Linked DNA regions of Mus musculus: regions 1, 2, 3, 5, 6 and 7 are each linked to region 4. The links are chromatin contacts, called in public HiChIP or PLAC-seq, Micro-C and promoter capture Hi-C maps. All regions are on one chromosome and are shown on one strand. The core of a region is the stretch at or near the end of the contact, and the rest is flanking DNA. Distances in the headings are between cores, read along the strand shown.

The links. Promoter capture Hi-C pulls out the DNA fragments that hold promoters and counts their contacts. Hi-C and Micro-C count contacts between places; a contact is called where the count stands out from the background. HiChIP or PLAC-seq counts read pairs in DNA pulled down with a chosen protein or histone mark.
Region 1: an H3K4me3 HiChIP or PLAC-seq map of forebrain shows a contact between it and region 4, with 6 times the contacts expected there. The contact joins the enhancer-like site here to the promoter of Dmap1 in region 4. A contact is called at or near these places in 17 of 39 promoter capture datasets (the C10 cell line, the HPC-7 cell line, HPC-7-derived erythroid cells and 9 more), 2 of 15 datasets of contacts at CTCF or cohesin (embryonic stem cells and stem cell-derived epiblast-like cells), 6 of 484 Hi-C or Micro-C datasets (cortical neurons and embryonic stem cells), 5 of 115 datasets of contacts at active chromatin or transcription factors (embryonic basal ganglia, embryonic forebrain, embryonic stem cells and 1 more) and 2 of 9 other capture datasets (embryonic stem cells and pancreatic islet).
Region 2: an H3K27ac HiChIP or PLAC-seq map of embryonic stem cells shows a contact between it and region 4, with 10 times the contacts expected there. The contact joins the enhancer-like site here to the promoter of Dmap1 in region 4. A contact is called at or near these places in 24 of 39 promoter capture datasets (the 3T3-L1 cell line, 3T3-L1-derived adipocytes, the C10 cell line and 14 more), 6 of 15 datasets of contacts at CTCF or cohesin (the NIH/3T3 cell line, embryonic stem cells, hippocampal excitatory neurons and 3 more), 128 of 484 Hi-C or Micro-C datasets (the AML12 cell line, the AtT-20 cell line, B cells and 77 more), 37 of 115 datasets of contacts at active chromatin or transcription factors (DN3 thymocytes, the HPC-7 cell line, the NIH/3T3 cell line and 25 more) and 7 of 9 other capture datasets (adipose tissue, embryonic stem cells, embryonic tail and 4 more).
Region 3: a promoter capture Hi-C map of stem cell-derived epiblast-like cells shows a contact between it and region 4, with 6 times the contacts expected there. The contact joins the promoter of Tmem53 here to the promoter of Dmap1 in region 4. A contact is called at or near these places in 25 of 39 promoter capture datasets (the 3T3-L1 cell line, 3T3-L1-derived adipocytes, the C10 cell line and 15 more), 3 of 15 datasets of contacts at CTCF or cohesin (the G1E-ER4 cell line and embryonic stem cells), 64 of 484 Hi-C or Micro-C datasets (B cells, the C10 cell line, CD4 T cells and 35 more), 14 of 115 datasets of contacts at active chromatin or transcription factors (Th17 cells, embryonic basal ganglia, embryonic forebrain and 8 more) and 4 of 9 other capture datasets (adipose tissue, embryonic stem cells, liver and 1 more).
Region 5: a contact with region 4 is called in a promoter capture Hi-C map of erythroid cells, with 10 times the contacts expected there. The contact joins the promoter of Kdm4a here to the promoter of Dmap1 in region 4. A contact is called at or near these places in 5 of 39 promoter capture datasets (the 3T3-L1 cell line, the C10 cell line, erythroid cells and 2 more), 1 of 484 Hi-C or Micro-C datasets (embryonic stem cells) and 4 of 115 datasets of contacts at active chromatin or transcription factors (the NIH/3T3 cell line, bone marrow-derived macrophages, large pre-B cells and 1 more).
Region 6: a contact with region 4 is called in a Micro-C map of the G1E-ER4 cell line. The contact joins the enhancer-like site here to the promoter of Dmap1 in region 4. A contact is called at or near these places in 17 of 39 promoter capture datasets (the 3T3-L1 cell line, 3T3-L1-derived adipocytes, the C10 cell line and 9 more), 2 of 15 datasets of contacts at CTCF or cohesin (embryonic stem cells and pro-B cells), 2 of 484 Hi-C or Micro-C datasets (both in the G1E-ER4 cell line) and 2 of 9 other capture datasets (adipose tissue and liver).
Region 7: an H3K27ac HiChIP or PLAC-seq map of extraembryonic endoderm stem cells shows a contact between it and region 4, with 11 times the contacts expected there. The contact joins the enhancer-like site here to the promoter of Dmap1 in region 4. A contact is called at or near these places in 22 of 39 promoter capture datasets (the 3T3-L1 cell line, the C10 cell line, the HPC-7 cell line and 13 more), 1 of 15 datasets of contacts at CTCF or cohesin (stem cell-derived epiblast-like cells), 10 of 484 Hi-C or Micro-C datasets (the G1E-ER4 cell line, bone marrow-derived macrophages, brown adipocytes and 5 more), 14 of 115 datasets of contacts at active chromatin or transcription factors (craniofacial prominence, embryonic basal ganglia, embryonic forebrain and 10 more) and 3 of 9 other capture datasets (adipose tissue, liver and pancreatic islet).

The regions. Positions count from the first base shown.
Region 1 is chr4:117,217,781-117,220,480 of GRCm38.p6, forward strand. All of the region lies in intron 7 of Armh1 (armadillo-like helical domain containing 1), which reads right to left. Among named protein-coding and RNA genes, the nearest start is that of Gm23287, 8.3 kb to the left of the region's middle. Within about 2 kb of position 1,276, at least 48 of the 459 cell types and tissues checked have an H3K27ac peak or open chromatin away from gene starts, as enhancers often do. A contact at or near this core is called in the HPC-7 cell line, forebrain and hematopoietic stem and progenitor cells, where this site is marked.
Region 2 is chr4:117,282,206-117,284,935 of GRCm38.p6, forward strand. All of the region lies in intron 8 of Rnf220 (ring finger protein 220), which reads right to left. Among named protein-coding and RNA genes, the nearest start is that of Gm12843, 5.8 kb to the right of the region's middle. Within about 2 kb of position 1,301, at least 55 of the 459 cell types and tissues checked have an H3K27ac peak or open chromatin away from gene starts, as enhancers often do. A contact at or near this core is called in the N1E-115 cell line, VIP interneurons, cerebellum and 8 more, where this site is marked.
Region 3 is chr4:117,250,608-117,253,307 of GRCm38.p6, forward strand. Tmem53 (transmembrane protein 53) reads left to right here and starts at 1,344. Exons shown (of 3, transcript NM_026837.3): 1 at 1,344-1,527. The coding sequence starts at 1,467. It overlaps Armh1 (armadillo-like helical domain containing 1), which reads right to left and starts at 1,310. Exons shown (of 13, transcript NM_001145637.1): 1 at 1,146-1,310.
Region 4 is chr4:117,680,915-117,683,614 of GRCm38.p6, forward strand. It overlaps Dmap1 (DNA methyltransferase 1-associated protein 1), which reads right to left and starts at 1,311. Exons shown (of 11, transcript NM_023178.2): 1 at 1,300-1,311; 2 at 919-1,068; 3 at 360-451; 4 at 1-124. The coding sequence starts at 1,023.
Region 5 is chr4:118,178,721-118,181,420 of GRCm38.p6, forward strand. It overlaps Kdm4a (lysine (K)-specific demethylase 4A), which reads right to left and starts at 1,323. Exons shown (of 22, transcript NM_001161823.1): 1 at 1,173-1,323.
Region 6 is chr4:118,082,333-118,085,032 of GRCm38.p6, forward strand. All of the region lies in intron 2 of St3gal3 (ST3 beta-galactoside alpha-2,3-sialyltransferase 3), which reads right to left. Among named protein-coding and RNA genes, the nearest start is that of St3gal3, 51 kb to the right of the region's middle. Within about 2 kb of position 1,444, at least 47 of the 459 cell types and tissues checked have an H3K27ac peak or open chromatin away from gene starts, as enhancers often do. A contact at or near this core is called in the G1E-ER4 cell line, where this site is marked.
Region 7 is chr4:117,302,971-117,305,670 of GRCm38.p6, forward strand. All of the region lies in intron 3 of Rnf220 (ring finger protein 220), which reads right to left. It overlaps Gm12843 (a long non-coding RNA gene), which reads left to right. Exons shown (of 4, transcript XR_003955258.1): 4 at 1-2,419. Among named protein-coding and RNA genes, the nearest start is that of Gm12843, 15 kb to the left of the region's middle. Within about 2 kb of position 1,406, at least 31 of the 459 cell types and tissues checked have an H3K27ac peak or open chromatin away from gene starts, as enhancers often do. A contact at or near this core is called in adipose tissue, extraembryonic endoderm stem cells, liver and 2 more, where this site is marked.

The DNA.
Region 1 (2,700 bases), core at 26-2,525, 460 kb before region 4:
CTAAGCTGTCTAAGACTCTGTCTAAAAAAACCAAAGCAAAACAACTCACCCTTGTCTGCACCAGGATGCCTCGTGCTTTCCTGCTGATCCCTCTGAACAGATGAAGAAGTTGAGGGCAAGTGGCCTTGTTAGGGGGCCAGTGAGCAGGAAAGCTTCTACCAGGGTTAATGTTCCTGTGGCAAAAGGACCTTACAAGTGGCCAAGTAACCAAAGTTGGTGGTGGCGCACGCCTTTGACCTCTGCCTTGGGAGGCAGAGGCAGGCAGATCTCTGAGTTCAAAGTCAGCCTGGTCTACAGAGTGAGTTCCAGAACAGCCAGGGCTACATGGAGAAATCCTGTCTCGAAACAAAACAAAGGAACAAAATAAGTGGTCCAGCACTTGGATATCCCGTGTGTGCGGGAGAATAAAATATTCCATCCCAGGTGTGTGTGTGTTTGGCTTTGGCATTTTAGAATTGCTTTTTGCTACTGTTTTTTTTGTTGTTGTTGTTTTGTTTTTTTGTTTGTTTGGGTTTTTTTTGTTTTTGTTTTTGTTTTTTTGAGACAGGATCTTTCTACATAGTCCCAGATAGCCTAGAACTAACTAACTATGTAGTCCAGGCTGGCCTTGAACTCATAGAGATCCACCTGCCTCTGCCTCCTGAGTGCTGGGAATAAAGGTATGTGCCACCATGCCCAGCATCAGAGTTGGTTATCAGAGAAACTGTACGGCCTCTTGTAGATAGGAACAGGTCTGGAAGGCCGCCCTTCTCTTAAAGGGGCTGACATTATGAAGGAAATCTGTCTTAGCCAGCTCGTGGCTATGCACAGGCTTTTCTATGACGTACCCTCCTTTTTGCTTAGGGAAGATCTTTTCATGACAGAAGAGGTTGGGGTCCGACACTTGCCCAGACAGATTGCATCACAGGTGGTTTTTGACTAGGGACTTTGTGTAACCGGAAATCCTTTTGTGCCTCCTCCCAGCAACCTTCCATAAAGAGCAGCCACTTCCTTTTCCTCCATAACTGGAAGCCTGAATGCCTCTACATAAAGTTCAGTTAACCAGCACCTCCCTTCAGCCTCATACTCTGTAGGATTCTACAGAGTTTTTTTTTTCTGTTACTCTGTCTATAAATCATTTTACAGATGAAGATGATCATGCCTTGACAGCGAACAGACTAAATCTAAAGCTGGTGTACACATGCAGTCACTTCCACGGTGCCCACCCATGTCTTTGCTGCTAGAGTCTTGGGAAACCGGTTTACTGTGCACTTCTGGACGAGACTGCCACCTGCTGGCTGCACAGAGGAAGCACGCTTCAGCATAAATTTTCTTTCTTTTCTACTGGAATATCCTTGCAGGCTGTACTTGACCAGTCACATGCTCTCTGATTCCTGAGTGTTCTGCTGCCCTTTTAACTACATTCTATTCAAATACTAATGTTGAAGCACTAAAAATAGATTAACTCATACATTTTTAATTACACCGTATTCAAAGACCAATGCTGAAACACTAAAAATAGATGGATTAATTATTAGACATGGAGCCTTCACTGTTAGATCAAACTGGCCTTCATTTTGTGGCAGTCCTCCTGCTACCGCCTCCATCGTCGGCGGTTACAGACACATGCCATCATGCCCAGATAAAAATACTTTCAGAGAATTGCTTTTTAAGAGCTGAGGAGGACTGATGAGATGGTTCAGTGGACAAAGACACTTGAAACCAAGCCTCATCAACTGAGTAGGATCCCAGGGTTGCATGGTGGAAGGAGAAAAGTTCTGCTAGTTATCCCCCAACCTTGCCATCCCTGTGGCATGCACACCCCCTCCCAAATAAATAAATAAGGCAGGAGAGGCTCAGCAGTTAACACACTTTTTTTTGTTGTTGTTTTGTTTTGTTTTGTTTTTTTTTGACAGGGTTTCTCTGTGTAGCCCTGGCTGTCCTGGAACTCACTCTGTACACCAGGCTGGCCTCGAACTCAGAAATCCACCTGCCTCTGCCTCCCGAGTGCTGGGATTAAAGGCGTGGGCCACCACTGCCCGGCATTAACACACTTGTTAAGCAAGCTTGAGAACTGGAGTTCATGTCCCCAGCACCCAGGTAAACTGGGCTAGCACTGTGGCTGGGTTGCACTCTTAGCACTAGGGAACTAGAGACAGAGATCCCAGGGGCAAGCTGGTTAGCCCAGCTCATCACATTGGTGAGTTACAGGTTCAGCTAGAGACATTAACATGTAAACAGAGTGGCTAAGGAAGACCTCTGATGTCATTTTCTGACCTCCATGCACATGTGTGCGAGTGCACACACACACACACACACACACACACACACACACACACACACACAACTTTAAAGTCTAGCCAGACTCAGCTGAGAGAAGCTGAGATAAGTGGGTTGGTTAAGTGCTGGGGATCAAGGCTATCCTGGATAATGCAGCAAGAATCTGTCTCCAAAATGCAAACAAAAAATATATTATCAGTATTGTTATTGTATTTGTTTGTTTACTTATTTACTTACTTATTTGTGACAGGGTCTATCTTTATAGTCCTTGTTGTCTTGGAGCATGCTACATGGACTATGCTGTTCTAGAATTCACAGAGATCTCCTGAGTGCTGGGATTAAAGTTGTGTGCCACCAAACCCAGCTTGTTATTATTGTTATTTTTAAACAATAAAGAAAATCGATAAAGTATAAACATAAGCTATGGATGTGACATATGTG
Region 2 (2,730 bases), core at 51-2,550, 400 kb before region 4:
GCCCACAACATAACAGCCACCTTATTTAAAACTAATCTTTTCCACATCCTTTTGAGCAGACTGATCCTTCTAGTTGTACTGAGTTCTGGCTTCCCCAAGTCTGGACAAGTGAATTCTTACTGGCAACCGATACAAGGGAGGACTTACAGCCCAGCACCCCACACCTCTAAGACAGAGGAGGTAGGGAATAAGAGGAAAATCGAGCCCTTACTCATTGGTCACATGGCTCCTTGAGGATGGAGGTCACATGGTCACAGTTATCCCAAGGCTGCCTCCCTTGTGGCCCATTTCTCTAGCCTGAAGACATCTCTTCTGCCTAGGTTTGGCAGAGTATCCCAGAAAAGCACCTTTTACCCTAATTGTTGTATCTTTAGATGAAGCACTGGGCCCTGGGTTCTGCCCATATGCAACACCACGAGCAGTGCAAAAGACCTGAGGTTTCAAGTGAGCAGGCGGCAGCGGAGTGCACAGCCCAGAGTGCTCTGAGACCCGAGGGTCAGACGAGCTGCTCTCTACAAGACTTTCCTCATTTCCCCAGGCTTTATTTCTGTTTCTTAATCTGTTTGTACTGGGAGGCAGAGGCAGATGAAACTCGAGTCTGAGGCCAGTGTGGTCTACACAGCGAGTTCCAGGTCAGCTGGGGTGACATAGTGAGATCTCCTCTCTAAATAAATAAGAATCTATTTGTAGACCGACCTCCCTCGACGTTCTCTTGCTCTCTTTTGTCCTGAGACATTGACCCTCCTTGTCATTAACCCCAGGCTCTCAAGCTCACAGCCTGTTCTTCTGAGCCAAGTGTCTTCACCATGACTCTTGCTAGACCACTGCCTAGATTACATTCAAGGCAGCCGGTCTGACCATGTAGGAAGCTCTGTTGAGGATGACGAGGGGACCCTAGTCTGGGAGGGGGGACAGAGGAATGAAGGGATGCAGGGACTTATCACAGTTCTTCAACTCTTTCATATCTAACAAGGACAGCAATCTCTGCTGTCAGCATGCACAGGACGGCTTAAATGGGCCTCGCTACTCTCCTGCTCATCCTGCCTCTGCCTCCCTCTCTGAAGTCGGCCGGGCAGCTTCTTCGGCTGGCGTTATCACTCCCTCTAACCGGTCTTGGCAGGCAATCTAATTCCTCCTGAAAAGGTCACCGCCATTTTAACTGCCTTTCAATCACATTAAGCAGGAGCTGCCCAGCTTGCGGCCCAGCCCGCCCGGCGGCGATCAATGCACTGCACTGACACCAGCAGCCTGGCAGGGCCACACCCAACCCCCCCCCCCAAGAGTTGGGCCTATTGGTCCTGGCCAGGGAGGGTCGGCTGACAGATGGCCAGCTTTTGCAGATGGGCTTCAGGGGCAGAGGCAGTCAGGATCAGCCAGGGCCTCTCTTTGATAGCCCCTCCCATTGAGGAGGCTCCACTTTCTGCCTCGTGGCCCCCGCTGATCTCGCTGTAAAACAGCCTTTCAAGTTAGCCTGTCTTTTGACTGCACTAAGCTGTTTAAGAGGCGGCAGCAGCTTCTATCAGGAAAGCTGGAGCAATTCTCTGCAGATAAAGGCCCCTCCGGCCCCATTCCCTCTTCAAGTCTCATTCTCGCTCTCCAAATCGCTCAAAGAAAAGCCCTCTTTGAACTCTCCTCAGGAATTCTTGAAAGGATCAACCTCGCAGTGTAAACACACCCAGAAAGATGATACCTACCCGAGGCCCGAGAGCCTCTGACACCCATCTGCTGGCACATCCCATGCAGAAATGGCTTTGCTTAAGCAGTGGGCCCTGTGCAGCCTGACCCATTCAGACACTCCAGGAGCCCAAGAGCCACAGGGTCCTGTTCCTTGCCAAGAAACCTAAGCAGCAGCTGCAGTTGGTGTGAACAGTTGCAACTGACAGCAGAGCTAATCTAGAACAGCCTTCCAGAACTGACTCAGCAAGACTGCCTTCTAAACCTGGTCACACACCCTAGCATCCATGTGCCTCATTCCTGGGCTCATGAGCGCCATCCTTCATTCTTGAGAGGCTTCAGACCTGCTAGAGCCCCAGGACAGAAATGCTCTGTGCAATGACAACTAAGGCTGCTTACCTAGGGGGTGGCAACAGTTTGGTTTAACCCTCCTGATTTACGCTCTGACTTGTCTTCAGACTGGTGGGCACCATGCAACAAGCTCAGAGGCACAGTGCCCATCTGCACTGGATGGCACTGCAGAGACTTGATCTCACCGGAGACCAGGTGTCATGGCTCTACGGAGGCAAAGGCCCTCCTTCGAGCCTGCTGAGAGATCCCCCAAAGACCACACACAGTGGCCATCTCAAGGGTGTTGCCCAGAAAAACAGGAGGCAGATGGGATGCAGCCTGGCTCTCTTAATGACCACAAACTGCAGTGCCAGCTGTGCTTTACACAGAAAGAGTTAGAAGCCAAGAAGCAGGTACCTCTTTCTCTTGCCCATGGTGACAGAGCTTGACAAGAGGACACTGACCCTGGGCACCTAACCAATTCTTCTGTCTCATCTAGGGAGCCAACCCTTGTCTCAGGAGCTAGGAAGGGAGCAGAGACGGGTAGGGCCCTGAAGACTCTTCGGCAGCGATTGGGGAGAGCCCAAGGGAAGCAGGGAGCAGCTGAGCCCAGGCCCCTCTTCCTTCAGGGCAGAGGGCGCCATGGGAGAAGAGATGGGATCAGAGCTAAAATTAGATTCACCAATGAAGCTCATGGGAGGTCAAATTTTGCCATAACTCACTCTC
Region 3 (2,700 bases), core at 94-2,593, 430 kb before region 4:
CAGGACCTTCAAAAGAGCAGTCAGTGCTCTTAACCACTGAGTAATCTCTCCAGCCCCCCCCCCCCGCCCCCGAAGCCTTTATGTGTGTCCTGGGGGTCTAAGTTGGTTCCTCACACTAGCTCAGCCATCTCCCCAGTTACTCCTCAGCAGTGTAAAGTGAGAGTCCCCACGGTTGGGGGCCATATGCTTTCACATACCCAATTCCCCTGTGATTTTATCTTTTATCTCTTTGCTGGATCTCTCTCATCTGAACAAAAGCCTGTACCTCCTAGCGGTTGCCAGCGAATGACAAAATAACTTGCCTTGCAAGTGTTCCATCCCCCCTCTTTCTTTTAAGACAAGTCTCATGTAGCATAGGCTAGCCTGGAACTTGTTATGTAGCTGAGGATGGCTTGAAGCATTTAGACTCCTGGCTGGGATTCCAGGGACATACCACTATGCTGTCACCTCCCACTCACTCTCAAGCCACTGACTCTTTTGTTCACTGGAATGGCACTTGCAAAGGTTGCTAACAACTTCTTTGTAAATCCAGTGCCATCTTTGAGGTTTTATTTACCGTATTAATCATCAGCCCTCAATACTTTCCTCCTGGTTTCTGTCTCCTACACACCATACCCACTCATTCCCATCACCCAAATAGCTTCTTTTTCTGTTTATGTATGTATGCATGTATGTGTTTATTTATTTATTTTGGACAGGGTGTCTCTGTGTAGCCCTGGCTGTCCTGGAGATAGATCAGGATGGTCTCAAACTCACAGAGTTCAACTCCTCACAGCTGGAATTAAATGCATGCGCCATTATGCCCAGCTCAGAAAATATTTACTAAATGTAAGAAAGCTGTACTCCTGTACTCGTCTAAACTACTTGGACTCACACATGAAAGGCCATGTCTTATTACCCGAAGACCCCTTTCCAGTCAGGCAACCAGTCTCAACCCACAGGTTTAGAAGGACCCGTTGGCACGCGCCGCCTAACACTGTTTTGTTCGTTTTTTCTGCCTCCAGCCTGGGAACTGCTGCTGGCGATGGAGGTAGATGTAGTTAGAGGTGCAAGTTCAAGTTTTCTACCAAGTACCAGAAGACAAAGTTCTGAGATGCCCTCTGCAGACCCGTAATACTTCATTCAACTCTCCCACCGACTCTTACCTTCACAGGAGGGTGCGGTCGCTCCGAGAGCGCTGCCCCACTGACCAATACTTGATCCAAGATCAAGAGAGTCAGCCAATTGCTGGGGCCCAAAGACAGTAGGGGCGGGGCGCGGTTGCTAGGGCCGGGCTAGTGGGTGCCGCCCGAGGCGCGAAGCGACTCCCTGGTTGCTAGGCAGGGAGGTCACAGAGTGCGGCTCGGGGATTGGACAGCGCTGGGCGTGGGCGGGGAGGGGCGTGGCCCGGCGGCGTCCCGGCCCCGCCGAGGTGAAACTGCGGGAGTTCCGGCGGGAGGCCTGTGCTGAAGACCCGCACCTTCACCATGGCCTCGGCCGAGCTGGATTACAGCATCGAGATCCCGGATCAGCCCTGCTGGAGCCAGAGTATGGAGGGGGATTGGGAAGGTGACCTAACAGCGATGCCCCGCCCACCCTGCGGCCCGCCCTCCCTCGGCCCGCCCCCTTCGGGGGTCCCGCAGGGCTGGCTAGAGCTTGCGGGGCGCTCCCAGCCCCGCCCCCCGTGCCCCGCCCCCAGTCGACTGAGGGTCTTTCTGTTCCACAACAGGTTCTCAAGGTTCTGCTTCCCTTTGTAGCTGGAGGCCCTTCAAGGTTCATTCTAATTCTTTTGTTTTGGATTCTCGCTCCTCATTTGCAAGTGTGACTAGGCCCATCCTTCATTTTTGCAGAGGTTTGGATTCCTGGGGGAGCCTCTGGTCCTCAGAAAAGCCAAGGGACTCAGCAAGCCTAGTCCTGCCCTTCTCAGCTCACCCTGGCAGTGGTTAACAGAATGGTCGGTTAGGCCGGGTGGAATTCTGTTGAAATCCTATCCCTTTAGTAATTGGATGACCTTCGGCAAACTTTCAACTTTGAATTTTAGTTTTCCTGGAGCAAAGCTGAGGAAAAATTGCTGGTTGCACAACTGAGATTATTTGTGTAAAGGACTTGGCATGAATCCTGATGGAAGTAAGCTTAGTAGTTGGCATTTAAACTTAACGTGTGTGTGTGTGTGTGTGTGTGTGTGTGTTTAACCCTCCTAAGGCCATATCATTAAAAAAAGATGTGTGGGAGGCCTCCTAAGATTAGTAGCTTGTAAAGTAGTGTAAGTTGTTGGACCAGAGAATGGAAGGTTGTCCCTTTTGGAAACTGGGGCAGAGGAGGCTTGGAGTACAGGTCGGCCAATGCTGCTCTTTGGTGTTTCCAGTCCACTGCCCCGCACTTGTCCAGCTCATCATAAAGTTTAGCTAGGGGGTGCTTCCTTCAAAAGCCTCCCCAGAGCCAGGTGGTGGTGGCGCACACCTTTAATCCCAGCACTTGGGAGACAGAAGCAGGCGGTTTTCTGAGTTCGAGGCCAGCATGGTCTACAGAGTGAGTTCCAGTACAGCCAGGACTACACAGAGAAACCCTGTCTCAAAAAACCAAAAAACCAAAACCAAAAACAAAAAAAGTCTCCCCAGGCCTCCCTTCCTATGCCCTCCTGTCCCACTGTGTGTTTCTTGCTTGGAATCTATCTAGGATGGGGCAGGGGCCTCTCATCTCCTAAAGCACGAAGGAAGGACT
Region 4 (2,700 bases), core at 61-2,560:
GTCCTTTCGAGCTGGGTTAGTAAAAGGCATCCATTTCCAAGGGCGAACCTTCTTGGACCCCAGTTTCGCCTTCACTGTCCGATACCCCTGACCAGTGTCACTGGGCAGCAGTGGGGGTGCATCCCTGGCAGTGGAGGTGAAAGGTTAGAAGCAGGTGTGTGAAGAACCTCTAAAGCCATGAAGCTCAGTCTACCCCAGAATAAGGAAGTCATGTCCTGGAGCAAGACACTGAGCTGTCCTGCAGGAGGAGCCCTAGTTGGGGATACTGGCGTGGGGGAAAGTAGAAGAGAAAATAGGGACATAGGGCTATGCCTGGTGAGCTAGGGGAAACACGGAGGACTTGGGATTCCAATACTTGCTTTTTGTCAGAGTAAAGCAAAGCATAGACCTCCCGATGCATGCCCTCAGGCCTCTTGAAGGTCAGCGTCTCTGAGGACTTCTTGGACTTTTTCTGGGAAGAAAACCACAGGGAAAAAATGATGGCCCAGACCCACCCTTCCTTGAAGTTTTTACCCAGCCCAACCTGAACAAACAAATGCTGAACTAAAGTCCCGGGAACCCACTCATGGGAGCGTCTCTACACCGTCTGCACAGGTTTCCTCTCCCCGCTCGCGTCTGAGTTATCAGGGAAGAAAGTCCTTCCCTCACCTCAAGACTGTCACAATGTCTTGCTCTCTCTTCCCAACAACTTACAAGTGTCAGGTTCCCTCGGTCCTCTCGTCCGTTGGCGGTTTCCCCGCTCTCTTGGTCCCCACCTCCCAGTGTCCCCTCTTCGTTACATTAAGGGTGGCATGCTCTTGTTCCATTGTAGCTCTCCTTTTATTATCACTTCCACCATCTCTCTTCTGGTAACACCCCTTCCCATCCCTTCGCCAACACCTTCACCCACACTTCAGCCCGCTCAAATGCCCCTGCTACCTTGTCCGGGTTGATAATATCCTTTTTGCTGATGGTCCCAGAGGCGGCATCTCCCTCTGGACCCCCGAGTTCTAGAATGTCTCGTACATCTGCGCCCGTAGCCATCACGCCCGAGGGATGAGGTAGTACCCCGACGTCAAGGGTCGGTACCTGCAGAAAGACTGTGCTACCGTTAAGGGGGCGGTGTCCCTGCAACTCCCGCTCCAAGTGGGGGCAGGGTGAAGAGGCCAGCGCCAGAATGGTCCACACCAGGTTTGGGTGCTGCCTCGTTCTCCGCCTCCCCGCGCAGGTGTCCCTTACGGTCACACTGTCCTCCCTGCCTCGCCATCCCCGGGGAGCCACACCTGAGTCCCCCCAGCTGTAGCCCACTCCTCAAATTACCTCTCTCTGAAGACCCACGGATAGGAACTTCCGGCTGTGCGTCGTAGAAACGCAACCCTTAGAAACACTTCCGGTCGGTGCTTAGACAAACAGGAGCCGGCTAGCAACCCAGTGTGCAAGCTACCGGGCAGGCTGAGTCGCTCGCCTGGAATTCCTGCTGTGCTCCCAGGAATCCGCGCGAGGCGATGCGGGGCTTGCTTTTGACATTTACCTTCTATTTCTCTACATTGTGTCCCGGGCAATGAAAAGAAAACCTGAAGAGAACTCTGTGACATTGAAAAGTCACTTATTTTCTCAAAACCTATTTCAAAACACTTAATTTGTTTACAAAATGAAAATTGTAACAGCTCCTGCTTAAGTGAAATACCAATAACCCATGTAAAACAATGGCACAGTGCCTGGAACATTATTTTTTTTCTTAATTAACTGGATTAATGATAGTAATTGCCTCTGCTCATTCAGTGCCTCTCTATATTACCAGGCATTGCCATTGTGCTAAACTTTCAAAGCAGAGCTAAACTAGCTTCTCCAGCTGCCAAGAGAGTAAAATAGAAGCTCTCTCTCTCTCTCTCTCTCTCTCTCTCTCTCTCTCTCTCTCTCTCTCTCTCTCTCTCTCCCTTCCTCCCTCCCTCCCTCCCTCCCTCTCTGCCTCCTCCTTCCTATCCCTTTTCTTTCCCCACCACCCAGGGTGGCCTCTTAACTCACAGCGATCCCCCTGCCTCTCAAGTGCTGGGATTACAGGAATGTGCCACCAGGTCAGGCTCTTAACTTCTTTATTTAATTTACAATTCCCCTAAAATGAGTTGTGAATCTTGACTCTTTTTTTTTTGGGGGGGGGGGCAGTGTAATGTACAACACACACACACACACACACACACACACTGTACTGTCAACACACAAACTAGAGTTATCTGATAGATGAAAACCTTAACTGAGAAACTGCCTTTAAGATCCAGCTGTAAGGCATCTTCTTATTGAGTGGTCAGTGGGGATGGCCCAGCCCATTGTGGGCGGTGTTATTCCTTAGCTAGTAGTCCTGGGTTCTATAAAAGGCTGAGCAAGCCAGGAGAAGCAAGCCTGTAAACAATACCTCTCCATAGCTTCTGCATCAGCTCCTGCCTCCAGGATCGTACCCTGTTTGAATTCCTGTCCTGAATTCCTTTGGTGATAAATAGCAATGTGGCAGTATAAGCCAAATAAACCCTTTCCTCCCCAACTTGCTTTTGGTCATGGTGTTTCATGGAAGCAATAGTAATACACACACATACCACGCCACATGTCTATGTACTTAGGTTGTCAATATGTAGGAATGACTAGAAGCCCTTATCTTGTTTTCACAAGGGAGTATGTCATTTCAACTGCTTTAACAGCTATCAGTCTATTTACTCTTGACTCCCATAT
Region 5 (2,700 bases), core at 73-2,572, 500 kb after region 4:
ACTCCAAGGGAGGGATTTCTGGCTAGGCATTTTTCATTAACTTTGCATAAAAGATATACTGTTATCCCTGCTTTACATACCAGGAAATGTATCCAAAGTGCCCCCTCTAAAGCATCTTCTACCACTTTCTGCTACCTCAGCTCTAATACTTACATGAACTAAGACTTCTCTGAAAGTGTGGAGGAACTTGAAGCCTATTCAATTTAGGAGACTTTTCCTTTTAAAAGGAAATTTTCAATATATTCTACTTTTGAAATTTTTACAAAAAGGTATCATAAATATCAGACTGGGGCTCCTCCCCTGGGCTTCAAAGGTGGTCACAATGTTGCTTCATCTGCCTCTAGCTCTGTTTATCTTTGTGTGTCCAGAAGCTAGAACAATGCTCGCCACAAAGTAGGCACTCAGTAACTGCTGAATAACTCATATCCTCTGCTCACTTTAGCGGATCATCCCATTACTTTAACTCTAGGGTTCCATTCCCGCGATCTATTCCCTTGGGGAAATCTGGTCTGGGGCACCTTCCCGTCCGCCTTCAGCAACAAAGCAAAGAGTACCGGGAGCTAAACCTTCGGCTCTAGAGTGAAAACTCTGAATACCGGTCTGATCTCTGTCACTTTTTAACACCTTGGCTGTGTGAATGGACTGGATGAGTCTCAGTTTCTCCACCTGCAAAATGGGGACCCCAAACCCCTGCCTTGATGGATCGTATGATTAACTTAGATGATGCAAGCGAGCCCTAAACGCTAGGCCCGGTAAGCACTCCATAAAGGCAGCTGTTGCTAACAGTGACCTGAAACTCCCGCACTCTCCGCCCCCGCAGCCACCCCCGCGGCATCCCTCCAAAGGCAGCCCGGTTCCCAGTGTCCCCACACACCACTTACAGACACTGCCCCTCCCGGCCCCACCGCCTAGGCGAGGGAGGCCCGGCCGCAGGAAGAAGAAAATAAGGCCCAGTGGGCCCGCCCCCCTCTCCCGACGCCCATTGGCCACTAGAGATTGGAAAGAACCAATCGCAAAACTTATTTTAGAAGCTCCTTTCTCTATTGCTCAAACCCCATGTCGATCACAGAGCACAGAAAGACCCACCTCACCACCCTCCCCCACTGGAGCTCACGGCCAAGGGTTTTGGCAGCATCAACCCCTTGGGGAATCCAAAACCCGATGGCTCTCACCTGGAGCCTAAAGCCCTAGCAGGGCTCAGGCCCGATTGCTGTTGTCGCCACTCGCCGATCCCACTGTCTTTCTTGAGGGCGAAAGACAGAGCTCCGCCTCCTTTAAAGTCTGACTCTGCGCAGCCTCACAGAGCCCATAGTCAACCAACCCAAGAATGGCTTTAGGTCCTCAGCTAACCAATGAACACTCACTACACCGACTCGGCGTCTGGAACTACGAGTCCGCTTAGCCTATGAGCGTCGTCTCGAGCTGTTGCCAGGAGAAAACGCTGAGCCTCCGGGGACTGGGGCCACTGAGCATCAGGGCTGGATCCAGAGTTAGCCTATCAGAGGCTGACTCAGATCTCCATAGTTAAGCTGGGTAGAAAGAAGCGAATACCCTGAAATGGGCTAGCCGGTTATGGGGAAGGGCGAGCAGGTGGTTATAGGATGTTTCTAGCGAAAGGATAAGCCTAATTTTCTTGGAGTAACTCCTTTGCCTAAGATATAAAGGCGATGGAAGACCTCCGGGAAAGTTTCTAAAGTCAAGGAGTTCAGAGAACGTGACCAGCATGTCCAAGTTTGCCCAGTACTCTCAGTTTGACTCTCTTCTCTAAGAAGCCCCTCGCCTGCTGGCAAGGCGGGTTAGGTAAAGATCTGCTCCAGGAGAAGGAGCCCTGGGGGGTCATTAGGACAGATCCTGAAGGAAGATATCCCTGAGGCTTTTTAAAAGCGGCTCCCCTTGAGCGAAAATTTGGGGTCATTAGCAGCTCTTGGAGCGAACAGGGTGATTCTAAGAATCATTAAAGGCACTTCAGGGGGCCGAACAGGATCCCTAGAAGTCATTAGGAGCAGTTCCTGAGAGGCTGTGAGCAGCCTTAAGGAGTTCCCAGATTGTCAAGGACGATGAAGAAAGAGAGGTTAACACCCTTATAAGTCAAATAAGGAGGAGAACTCACTAGGGCATAAAACATGAGCAAAATTCCCGATAGCACCGGGAAGAAGAGTTGTATTGTGTTTGAACTGCTTTCAAAACCAACCCTTCGGTACAGAGAGATGACTGAGAGGAAAGGCACAAGTCTTATGATCTGAGGTAAGCTGTTGAAGGAGAGAATCAATACAAGTTCACAAGATGTCCTCTGACTTTAGTGGATTGCAGTGTCACCGCCGCCACAAACACACTAAATAAATAGGTTAAAAAAAAAAAAAGTAAGCTGGGCGGTGGTGGCACATGCCTTTAATCCTAGCACTTGGGAGGCAGAGGCAGGCAGATTTCTGAGTTTGAGGCCAGCCTGGTCTACAAAGTGAGTTCCAGGACAGCCAGAGCTATACAGAGAAACCCGGTCTCAAAAAATACCAAAAAAAAAAAAAAAAAAAAGTTTTTAAACAACTTCTCGTCCATGCCTGGATTTTTCAAGGGGAACAAATTCAGGAGAGTTGAGATGGATGGCAAGAGTTTACCAATGTTAACTAAAAGGAGATACTTCATAGAATGCTATGGGTTAAATATCTAGGCACATATCTGATGAAAAGGGTGCTTTAAAAAAAA
Region 6 (2,700 bases), core at 194-2,693, 400 kb after region 4:
GACTTCTTACGTGAGTGTCCCTTGCATTTCTCTGCCTCCCTTCCTGTCCTTCCGGGGGCTGCTCCCACAGCCGCGCCCTGGTGAGCTTACCCCACCTGAAATTTATCTCAGAGTGTGCCTCTCTCAACAATACCACCTTGCCCACCTGCCTCACCTGAGCACTGACACCACACCTTCCCGTCAAAAACACGCGGAGACACACTGGGATGAGAGCTTTAAACCCGAGACTGCAGAGATCTAGAACTCACACAGTAGATACATGCACATGTACACAAACAATTAAAAAAAACTATTTTATAGAGGGTAAACAAGGCCATAAGTACTTTGTAAGCCCCTCTGAGAAAAAAAAACAGCTTTAAAATGGTTCTAAATAAATATTTCTACCTTGCTTGCGACCAAACAAAAACAATTACTAAATACATAAGAAAGAGTCACAAGTCAAGAAGCCAGCAATAGCACATGCCTTTAATCTCAGCACTCAAGAGGAAGAGGCAGGTGGATCTCTGTGAGTCTGAGGGCAGCCTAATCTACATAGGGAGTTCTAGGACAACCAGGGCTACATAGAGAGACTGTATATCCAATAAAAACCAACCAACCAAACAAACAAACAAAAATAACCCACTAAGAATCTATTACCCATCTCTGCTGGTAACTGATATTTTTTTAAGATTAATTTATTTATTTTACGAGTATGAGCACACTGTAGCTGTCTTCAGACACACCAGAAGAGGGTATTGGATCTCATTACAGATAGTTGTGAGCCACCATGTGGTTGCTGGGAATTGAACTCAGGCCCTCTAGAAGAGCAGTCAGTGCTCTTTACCGCTGAGCCATCTCTCCAGTCCAACTAATATTATTTTAATTATGAACATCTATTTTAAAATGTTTTGACATTAATGTATATATTGTGTGTGTTTATGTATGTGTGGGTAAAAATGCATGTGGCGATCAGAGGACAACTTGCTGGAGCCGGTTCTTGCTTCCACTAAGTGTGTTTCAGGGATCGTGCACAGGATGGCAGGCTTGTGGCGAGTGTCCTTCCTCACTGAGCCTGTAATCAGCTATTTCCAATGCTCACCACGGTGTAGTGCTAAGAGGTTTACTTAGATTATCTCCCTGATAATCTTAGGTTCGAAGCGTAGGAACATAAGCCCAAAGCTGCAGAGCCAGGACTCAGTGTCAGGCAAGAGGCTCTGAAGCCTCAGTGATTGTGTATGTGCTAGCTTGCTGCACCACCCCTAATGTCTCCCATACTGCTCTGTAATCCACTGGACAGCCTGTAAGAGAGGAGGGAAGGTGACTCGGAAACCCACCCCTTCCCCTCTCACCCCTCTCACCTCTGAGGTCGGCTCGCACAGTGCCCTGACTCCTAGGTGCACACAGCTGAGTTGAAGGACAGTAAGCAAGCAGCAGCTGGACTTGGCCAAAAGCCATCCGTGCTATTGCAATCAAAGGGTTCTGCTGCCCCCTTGTGGCCCAGGCCGACTGCTACTCCGCGATGCTCCAGTACAGAGCTGAATACCATATAAAGGCACTTGGCCACCAGACACTAATCAGTAGGAGGTCACTCTGATTGGCTCAAAGTGGAACAGATTTAATAACTCAAAAATGTGATTTTGTCACTCCTCTGTGCCAAATACTGCTCATAATAAGAAAGCTCATAATAATGACACGTTAGAGCCCAGAGGAAAATGTTTCAAAACTATTTTATAATAAAAGGAATGGAATAACAAGTTGCACTGACTTTGAATGATGACAAACACTTTAGAGCATTGCCAGACCCATGCAAAACTCCTGACACTTTTGTCTTGCATCTGAAGATACATTCTAGAAACCTTTTCCTACCAGTACATAGAGGCCCTCTAGCTCCAGCCTCAGACTCACTAAATGGGAACCTAATTCATTAATTTGTTCCCTGCTGATAAACACCTAAATAGCTGCCAAACACTTGCTACTAAAAAACAAAGAAACAATGTCAGGTTAGAGAGATGGCTCAGCCTCTAAGAGTACTCACTGTTCTTACTGAGGACCCAGGGAATCTTCTAGCCTCTTCTGGTCTTGGGGCACCAGGCACACACATGGTACACAGACACACGTGCAGGCAAGACACCCACACACAAAAGAGAAAAGGAAAAATGACAGTGCAAGCAAACACACAGAAAATCCTGCAGTGGGTAACTCTGCAGGAACGCTGTGGATGAACTCTTGGGAGTGGGAATAGTGGGTCACACAGCATGGTGAGAGCATGTATGCACACAGAAACACATAGAGAGACACACACACATATACACACACAGACACATACACAAACACAAACAGAGGCACATGCATATACATACACACATACACACACACACATAGATGCATACACACACAGACACACACATGCTCTTTGGCACCCTCTCTTCCTCCAGCCCGACTCTCCCCAGCACTCTCTCACACCTTCTTCAGTCTCACAGACTCCCTCCCCCCCTCCCTCTCCCTCTCTCTGTCTCTCTTCCCAGCACTCTCTCTCACCTTCTCCAGTCTCACAGACACACATTCTCTCTCTCTCTCTCTCTCTCTCCCTCTCTCTCTAGCACTCTCTCTTACTTTATTCAGTCTCACATCTCCCAGCTTTCTTCCTGGAAGGCAACCAAAGTTATTATTTCTAGATTTCGTGCTCACAGTTATTTTATACACACGTATGCAAATCTAGAT
Region 7 (2,700 bases), core at 156-2,655, 380 kb before region 4:
CTAGTAAGCACCCTAGGTAAGTCCTTTGGCTTCTCCTTCGTCTTAATCCACTCTTCTGCATCCCCCACTTTCAGTGGCTGTCCTTGCATGGGAGGAAGGCCCTTCTGACTCTGTGTTTGACTCAGAGTTATGCTTTGTTCTGAGTAGCCAAGCCCTTGGATTTAAGGAGCCCTTGTTCAGTAAGGTTCTAGGAGGGGAGAGACAGACTCAGGTGAGGTGTAGGAGGGCTGTGGCAGGAACTTGGGAAAGGATCCCGTTGAGCTGCTGAGAACTCTGCTTTTCCTGTGGGCATGTGGCTGCTCTTGGTACCTGGGAATGTTCACCTCTGGGAAGGTGGCTTCTTTCAGGGTGTGTGTGTGTGTGTGTGTGTGTGTACACTGAGCTGTGTGGGAATGGAGTGTTTGTGCACTGTATACATGTGTGTCAAGCCTGTGTTTGTGAAAACCCAGCCTCCTTTGCGTAGGAGCTGTAAGGTCCTTGCTTCTTTTGTGAGCCCCCAGGTGTACAGCAATAGCACACACAGGACCCGCCTAGGTTGTTGGGCAGTTAGAGGCAGAAGGTTGAAGAACTCCATCTAGAAAGTTCCAGAAGTAGAACCACCTGGGAGGCTAGCCTGGCAGCAGCACCCAAGGGCTCAGGGCGAGCGAGGCTGAGGAGCGGACAAGAGAGGGAGGGCAAAAGAGGCAAGGGCAGGGTGATAAGGGGTATTGGGGCAGGTTGAGAGACGAGGGGAGGAGCCAGCACAGAAAACAAAGGGAGAGGAGCCAGGAATTCGGCCTGGAGGAAGCAGAGGGCTGGAGAGCTGGGGAGGAGGGGACTTGGTCACAGGTCACCAATCCAGGAGGCTCACTTTCGGGCTCTTGCCTGGGTGGTGAAGGGGCGACCTCAGTTTCCTCATCGGTGAACTCGTCCTTCTGTTCAGGATACTGATGGTGGGAAGAAGGAATGTGGGTGGGGTGGATGGAGCGCAGGAGCTCAGGTGCTTCCGTCTTTCCCCAACCTTCTTTGCCCATCCTCGGGCTCATCCCAGAGCCAGCACCGGGCGGGGCAAGGGCAACCAGGCTGGGGACCCTCGCTCACGCTGCCCGTCAGCCCGGAGGGAGCTGACACGCTCCTTGGGAATTTATCACGCACCCAATTACAATGTTAATTGGCAAGTTCCTGAAATCAATTAATTCGCAAATTTTTTCCAATTAAAAATCCAGATAAATCACAGGGGCGGCGGCGGGGCCGGTCCAGCCCGCAGTCCGGTGGCCGCAGTGGCCGCGGGGAGGGGGCGCGCGTGGGGAGGGGGCGGCGGGTGCGGCTGCCCTTGAACGCCTTTGCCGGCCGGTCCGACTGTCAGCGCGCCGGGCGCGGCGGGGCCGAGACAGATAAAACCATCGACCCGTCGCCGCCAGCGCTTCGGCTTTATCGATCCGACGGGAATTTCACTTGCTGTGCAGATCCCGCTGTCCGGCTGTCAGACACCCGGTGGGGAGGAGGGCGTGCCAGGGGCGCAGGGCGTGCACGTGCTGAGGGCGGCGTGGGCATTAGGGGGTGCAGGAATAGGCCCGGACGTGAGCCCACAGCCGCGAGGTGTGGGTGCTCTGAGAAACGTGGATGATGAGGGATTTATGCAGGGTCACGAGCAGGGATAGAACGGAAAAGGCGAGGGAGATGGCCTGGGTGGTGCGGGCTGGGGCGGGGGTCCTTGCCCAGGAGGCAAAAAGAACATTTCAGCGGGGCAGGCACAGTGCCCAAATGCGCTCCGCAAGTCCCTGCGTTTTCTGTTCTTGGTTGAGGTTCTCTTCATTGGAAGCAAATTACCCAGAAATCCTGGTACAGCCTGCAAGCTGTTTCTTTCACTTTCTGCCCCTGACAGGTCAATCCCCCACGGTGTGTAAGTGATGGGGGAGGGGAGGCGAAGAGCAGAGCGCTGGTGTCAAAACTGCTAGAGACAAACCTTATGTTTATTGCCAAGTGGGCAACCTTAGAGAAGTCACTTAACGTGGCTGTGCCTCGGTTTCCTCATCTATAAAATGGGAGTTATAGCTATAGTCACACATCACAATTAGCAACGGGCTGGCTACATATCTGAAAGTTGTCCCGTGAGGTTACATTGCCTAGTGGCAGTGTAGTTTAAGTACACTCTATGGTACTCACATGATCAAAAAATGTCTAAGGATGCATTTCTTAGCACATACATCCATCATTAAGCAGTGCATGACCATCACATAGCTATGTGAAGAATAGCTCTTGTGAGATAGTGAATTTCCATGCAGTTCATTATTATTACCATACTATAGCTTCTGTGGGGCTTTTAAAGTGTGCCCACAGGTTCTTTGGATACTCTTGTCTTTAAGAATGAGAGCTTTTAGAGCATAATTCTCCTCCCTTGAGTATGGGCTGGGCTGGATTGGAAAGATGGGTCAGCTAATGAAGGCTAGGCTCACAACCAAAACTATAGGAGTATGAGCTATGCTCGGTGATTTCCTCCCTCCCTCCCTCCCTCCCTCCCTTCCTTCCTTCCTTCCTTCCTTCCTCCCTCACTCCTCTGTCCCTCTCTCTAACCGGTTCTTCCTGCCTCTTTTCCTCTCTGCCTTCCTTTCTTCCTATCTAAAGATCTGGTCTCACTATGTAGCTCACTCCGCAGCGCAGGCTGACCTCTAGTTCCAGGTCTTCCTGCCTCTGCCTCTGGAATTGCAGGTATGCACTGCC